2 separate regions of the Oryctolagus cuniculus genome follow, and region 2 is linked to region 1. A link is a contact called in public Micro-C data. All regions are on one chromosome and are shown on one strand. Each heading gives the region's core, a stretch centred on a gene start, on an enhancer-like site or on the middle of the called end of the contact. The rest is flanking DNA. Distances are from core to core; before and after follow the strand shown. Region 1 overlaps SOX4 (SRY-box transcription factor 4). Region 2 overlaps LOC103349704 (a long non-coding RNA gene).

Region 1 (2,898 bases), core at 127-2,626:
TGTTTTGCTCCTTTTTCCTTTTTTTTTTTTCTTCAAACATTTTTTTGTTTTCGTTTTCTCTGTTTCCCTTTTCTGTTTCGGCTCTTCATCCGTTCCGTTTCTCCTTTTTTTTTTTCTCTCTCTCTCTCTCTTTCTCTCCTTTCTCCTCTCTCGCTTCTCCCCGGGCCCCCTCCTCTCCCCGGCCCGCGCGCCCCTCTCAGTAGGTGAAGACCAGGTTGGAGATGCTGGACTCGAGCCAGTCTCCCGAGATCATCTCGCTCACCTCGGGCGTGCAGTAGTCCGGGAACTCGAAGTGCGAGCCGGAGCCCGGCTCGAAGTTAAAATCCAGGTCCCGGTCGAGCGCCGACGACGAGCTGAAGCTGCCCAGGGACATGCTCTCAAAGTTTGAGCTGGGGTGCAGGTCGAGCAGGTCGTCCTCGAACTCGTCGTCGGAAGACGAGGAGCCCGAGGAGGAGGAGGCGGACGACGACGACGACGACGACGCGTGCGAGGGCGCGCTGGACGGGGCGGGCGAGGCGGCGCGCAGGCTGGCGTAGCCGCGGTGGTCAGCGGGCGAGCGGCCGGCGGCCGGCGACGACGCGGCGCTGCTGCGGCCGCTCAGGCTCGGCGCGTCGGGCGAGCAGCCCGGGCCGCCCTCCTCGTACAGGCCCAGCGGGTCGCTGGGGTCTGCGCCCGCGCCCACGCCGCCCACGGGGGACGCCGTGGCGCCCAGGCCGCCGAACAGGTAGACGCGCTTCACCTTCTTCTCAGCCAGGGGCTTGGCGGGCGCCGCCAGGGTGGCCGAGGCCGCGGCCGCCGCGGAGGCCGAGGCCGAGGCGCCGGGAGTCCGCGCCTTGTACAGCGCGTGGTGATGGTGGTGGTCAGCGGCGGCGGCGGCGCCCAGGGGCAGCAGGGCAGCGGCCCCCGCCTGCTCGGCCGCGAAGGAGGCGGCGGCGGCGGCGGCGGCCGCAGCTTTCCCGCCACCGCCGCTGCCGCCGCCGCCGCCCGCCAGGACGAGCTTGGCGTGCGGCTTGCTGGCCCCGCCGCCCGTGCCGCCGGCCACTTTGGAGCCGCAGCTCTTCTTCTGCGCCGGTTTGGAGTTGGCGCCGCCGCCGCCGCTCGCGCCGCCGCCTCCTCCCCCCGCGTTGCCGCTGCCGCCGCCGCCGCCGCCGCCGCCGCCGCCGCCCCCGCCGCTGCCACCGACCTTGTCTCCCTTCTCCCCGGGCTTGGAGGCGGCGGCGGCGGCGGCGGCCGAGGAGCTGGCGTTGGCGTTGCCGGACTTCACCTTCTTCCTGGGCCGGTACTTGTAGTCGGGGTAGTCAGCCATGTGCTTGAGGCGCAGCCGCTCCGCCTCCCGAATGAAAGGGATCTTGTCGCTGTCTTTGAGCAGCTTCCAGCGTTTGCCCAGCCGCTTGGAGATCTCGGCGTTGTGCATGTCGGGCGACTGCTCCATGATCTTGCGCCGCTCGATCTGCGACCACACCATGAAGGCGTTCATGGGCCGCTTGATGTGCCCGCTCGGCGTCTTGCACCAACTCGGGTCGTCGGCCTTGCCGCCCGTGGAGGCGGTGGAGCCGGGCGTGGGCGACGAGGCGATGGCCAGCTCGAGGCCGGCGCCCGAGTCCGAGCTCTCGCCGGCCAGCAGCGCTTCCGTGTTCTCGGCGTTGTTGGTTTGCTGCACCATGGCCCCGGCTCCGCGGGCGCCCACGCGCGCTCACACCCTCGCGGCGGCCCGGGGCGCGATCGCCGGGCGCTGCCGGCTGCCCGGGGCCGAGCACACGCCGAGCCGAGGGTCGCGCGCCGCGGCCGAGCGGGCCCCTCCACTCCGCGCCGGGGCGGAGGTGGGCGAGGAGAGAAAAGTCCGCAAAAAGATGCGGGGACGGAGAACTCCGCCTGTCGCGCAGGAGTTGTAGCTTCCAGGCTGGAGAGGCTCGCTCGCTCGCTCTCTCCTCTCTCTCTCTCTCTCTCCCCTCTCTGAGTCTCTCTCACCGACCGCGCCGCAGTTTGCTGTCTGTCGGCTCAGAGTCTGGAGACCGTGCTAAAAGTGGAGACGGAGTTTCGCGAATGCTGATTGCTGAGGCTTCCAAGTTTCTCGTCGCCTCCCAGGCAAGTCTCTCTAAAAAAAAAAAAAAAAAAATTTTTTTTTCTTCTTCCCCTGAAGCAGTTGCTTCCAGTTCAGGAGCGCTCTCGGTAGCTCACGAAAGAGACATAGTCTGTATCACTTAGTCCCTTTCTTGCAATGCAAAGCAAAAAAAAAAAAAAAAAAAAAAAAAAAAGACTCTGGTCCAGGACTCTCTGTGGGCGGAATCGGCACTAAGGAGTTGGTGCAATTATTTTGTTGCAAGGTAGGAAGCCAAAAAGCCTGCATGCAACAGACTGGCATGAATAAATGTATGTTTTCCCCTCCCTCTGCAAGAAGGGAGCTGGTAATGGCAGAGTTCCTCCAGTGCAGACTAGAGCGTGCAAGAACTAGAGACCCGGGAGCGAAACAGGCCTCTTCCCCTCACACACAGTTTCTCTTGCTGCAGCTTAGAGCAGACCCCAATTCCGCCTCGCGCCTCTTTATCCTTTCACAGTCCTGGCCGCAGCCAATCAGCCGCTGTAACTAACGCTTCTCGTGCCAAGCCCCGCCCGCGAGCCTCCCATTGGCTTGGAACCCGATGCAATAATAATCCCCGCGTGCAATGAGAAGCTCCACATCTGACCTCATTCCAATTTACAGAGCAAACTTTTTAAAAGGGCTAGGAGTGCAGCTGAGATTTCTGCTGCCTCTTTTTTCCTTTTGCTGTGTGCGTGTGTCTGTGTGTGTGTGCGCGCGCGCGGGCGTGTGGGGTGTGTGTGAAGAGGATGTTAATGCATGAAGTTATTAAGGGGAGAGACGGAAATGTATTCTAACCATTATGTTAGATAACAAGGGGC
Region 2 (2,898 bases), core at 297-2,796, 500 kb before region 1:
TTTTAAAAAAGGAAGGCGCATACCCGGGTAAACCCAACACATGTGCGCATCTCACCAAGGAAGCCAAACACACAGAGCTGAACTAAAACTGACTTCTCTTTGGGCAGAGAGACGAAGCAGGTCAGGAGTAATTGTGCAGCATGAACACAAACACAAACACAAAATGAATGCCGTGGAGGGGCACTGGAAACAAACAACAGTAAACAGTCTAAGTCTCCCAACCAATCAGCTCCTCCCACCGTCTCTGTGGAGGTTCTGGAAGCCCCAGCACCAGAGGCAAGGGAGGTGTGGGGTGGGGAGGATGAACATGGCCTTGAGATCTCCACATCTGCGGTACCCTGAGTTCCCGCAGATTACCTGCTGGGAGGCTTCAAGACAAGGGAAGCTCCTACAAGGTTTAGACCAGGACTAACAACAAACATCAGGACGCCATGGCCATTTCTAAATTCTAACACGGGATCTTTGGGATTTCACCGATTTTATGAAATCTACTTCTTTCTGTTGAAATGTATAAGAGCAAATGAAAATGAGGTGTGGATGCAGAGGCAGGAGACTGGCAGTGCAGTTTTTGGCTGTTTGGGAGAAATGCATTGCACTGACACAGCTTGCAGGACTAGTCTGCATTTAAGTGTTCACAGTTTCATTTAATGAACCTGTCCCCCCACCCCCACCACTCCATTCTGGACAAATTAGTAACTCGGTCTGCAATTATGCAGAATTCAGCAACTCTTAAATACATGGAATCCATCAGTAGGAGATTTACAAACACAGAAAATTCCTTAATCTGTCTGCCCTTGTTTGACCCGGGTTGGCTATCTTGGTTATGACTATCTTCCTCGCTTTGTGGCACACAGCGCAGTTATTCTTGGAGCGATGCAGTCACTGATGCAACCAAGAACCGCTAATTACAAGCTGCTGACATTCTGCTTGTCTCTGCAGCTTTGAAGTTCTGTTTTTTCTCTTAGGGGCTTGCAGTCATTCTCTTTCCCCTCACCACCACCACACCCCCATCTCTTACTCTCTCCTCTTGCCTTCTTTTCACTGTAGCTTCAGCCTTTCTGGACTGGTACGAGGACTGTCTGGAGAAAGGGGTAAATATGCTCAGATTCTTTCCCTTGCTGCCTCTCCGTTCCCTGCCTTCTCTCCCTGCACACGCACACACAGCTCTACAGTTTGGAAGTACAGTAACAAGATCCTCAGGCGGCCCCACCCTCAGGAATGCATCAACAGCTGGCCAAACATAATCCAGCACACAGAGCTGCCTTTGTAGAATGGGTAACAAACAGTGCAAGGGCCAGACAGGCGGCCCAGGAGGGCTCCCCATGACAACTGGGAAAGTGCCTCACCCTGGGATTTGAGCCGATTCCTCCACACTGGCACTGGCGCTGCAGCACCGAGCTCACCCCTCTGAAATCTCCAGCAAGCCTCAAGTGCTCCCGCCCCGCCTCAGCAGAGGTGCTCGCCTCGCCACAGCAGCAAGTCAGCTGCCAGCTTGCTCCACAGTGACCACGACCATCCTATGCTCACCGCACGCCCCCCTCAAAATGCAACACAGCGGACTCCCAAGTTGCATCATAATAGCATGCGCGCCTGTACCTAACCATTAGCTGTGAGGCACCAGGACCACCTCTCCTCCTTAGAAGAGGATTTTTAAAAAATCATAGGCTGCTCCTGGCGTTCTAAAACATGTAAATAGATCACTGTATTCATCTCCACCGAGCAGTTAGCATCTGAAGCCTGTGGTAGCCAGCTGGTCTCAAAGTCATCTGGGATACATTTATTTTGATTAAATTGATCAGATTTCTATTTACAGGATAGAATTTTTCACCATACTGAATACAGCTGTGTTTACAGGGATTTCTAGAAGAAGAAGAAAACAAAACCCTGCAATCAGGGCTAGCGACGCACAGAGCACTCGGAACTTCAAGGAGTTAAAACTGACGGGCTTGCTTTCACATGAAGGAGAAAATTCTGCGTGCAGCTGCTTTGGCCATGCTTTCTGGCTAGTCAGGAAGTGGGTGTTGAACTGGAGCTGAACACACAAGCTGCAATCAAGTCCGATCCAGCAACGCGACAGACTTCCTGTGTAAAATGGTCAGAAATCTTTTTTCCTCCATGTCTCTACACGCATGCACAGGCATTTAAATCCATGTTGCAAGGTTGCTATTTCCTCTGGGGACACTGGTGCAGCCACCTAGCCCATCAGTTTCTTCCTTGACAGCCCCGGGGACGTCCAGACTGCAATTTACAGTTCCTCCATCCATGTACCGGGGTATAAATTATGCCATCCTCCCTAGGATGAGAACACGCAGCGAAGTGGCAGAAAATCGCCCAGCACTCGGCCTCTCTTCCTTTTCACGCGCGCCCTCACTCTGCATTTCTCCAACTCTGCCTTGTCAGACAGACACATCAGATACCTGGTTTATCCATCTTCAGCTCCATTCTCGGGTAAAATGCCACCGTATCCCAGCCTGGGTTGTTCCCCCAGACCGGTCCCCCGGAGCGGCCGAGCTGGGTGCGCGCGGCAGCCCTGCGGCGTGTCGGTGGGCACTGGATGTGTAGTATTCCTAACTCTCCCTTCCCCGGTCCTTTGCGTCCTCTCTAGCCGTCCCACCCTGGGTCTTCTGCAGCTTCACCCTGTCCTCAGGTCCCCTCATCCAGCTGCGAGGAGACCCTGGCCGGAGCCTGGCCAGCAGGTCCTCCTTGCACGCAATGCCGTAGATGCACACGGTCCGGGCTGGGGCGCAGCTTGGCGAAGCCCGGGCAGGAGACGGCAGAAGCAGCTCAGGTAACCCAGGAAAGCTTGGCGTGCCCACGGCGATGCAGCCCTGGAGCTGTGAAGAAAGACGGTCTGGCTTCAGAATTAAAAAAAAAGAAAAAAGAAAAAGAAAAAAAAAA

Evidence for each region. A called contact is a pair of places that touch in the nucleus more often than the background predicts.
Region 2: a Micro-C map of ear pinna shows a contact between it and region 1, with 6 times the contacts expected there. The contact joins two enhancer-like sites. A contact is called at or near these places in 4 of 6 Hi-C or Micro-C datasets (ear pinna, embryonic fibroblasts, psoas muscle and 1 more).

The regions. Positions count from the first base shown.
Region 1 is chr5:148,990,994-148,993,891 of mOryCun1.1, reverse strand. SOX4 (SRY-box transcription factor 4) reads right to left here. Exons shown (of 1, transcript XM_051854997.2): 1 at 1-2,898. The coding sequence starts at 1,663. The coding sequence ends at 197. Among named protein-coding and RNA genes, the nearest start is that of SOX4, 4.1 kb to the right of the region's middle. Within about 2 kb of position 1,376, at least 7 of the 8 cell types and tissues checked have an H3K27ac peak or open chromatin away from gene starts, as enhancers often do. A contact at or near this core is called in ear pinna, where this site is marked.
Region 2 is chr5:149,494,714-149,497,611 of mOryCun1.1, reverse strand. LOC103349704 (a long non-coding RNA gene) reads right to left here. Exons shown (of 9, transcript XR_011388775.1): 9 at 1-2,834. Among named protein-coding and RNA genes, the nearest start is that of PRL, 160 kb to the left of the region's middle. Within about 2 kb of position 1,546, at least 3 of the 8 cell types and tissues checked have an H3K27ac peak or open chromatin away from gene starts, as enhancers often do. A contact at or near this core is called in ear pinna, where this site is marked.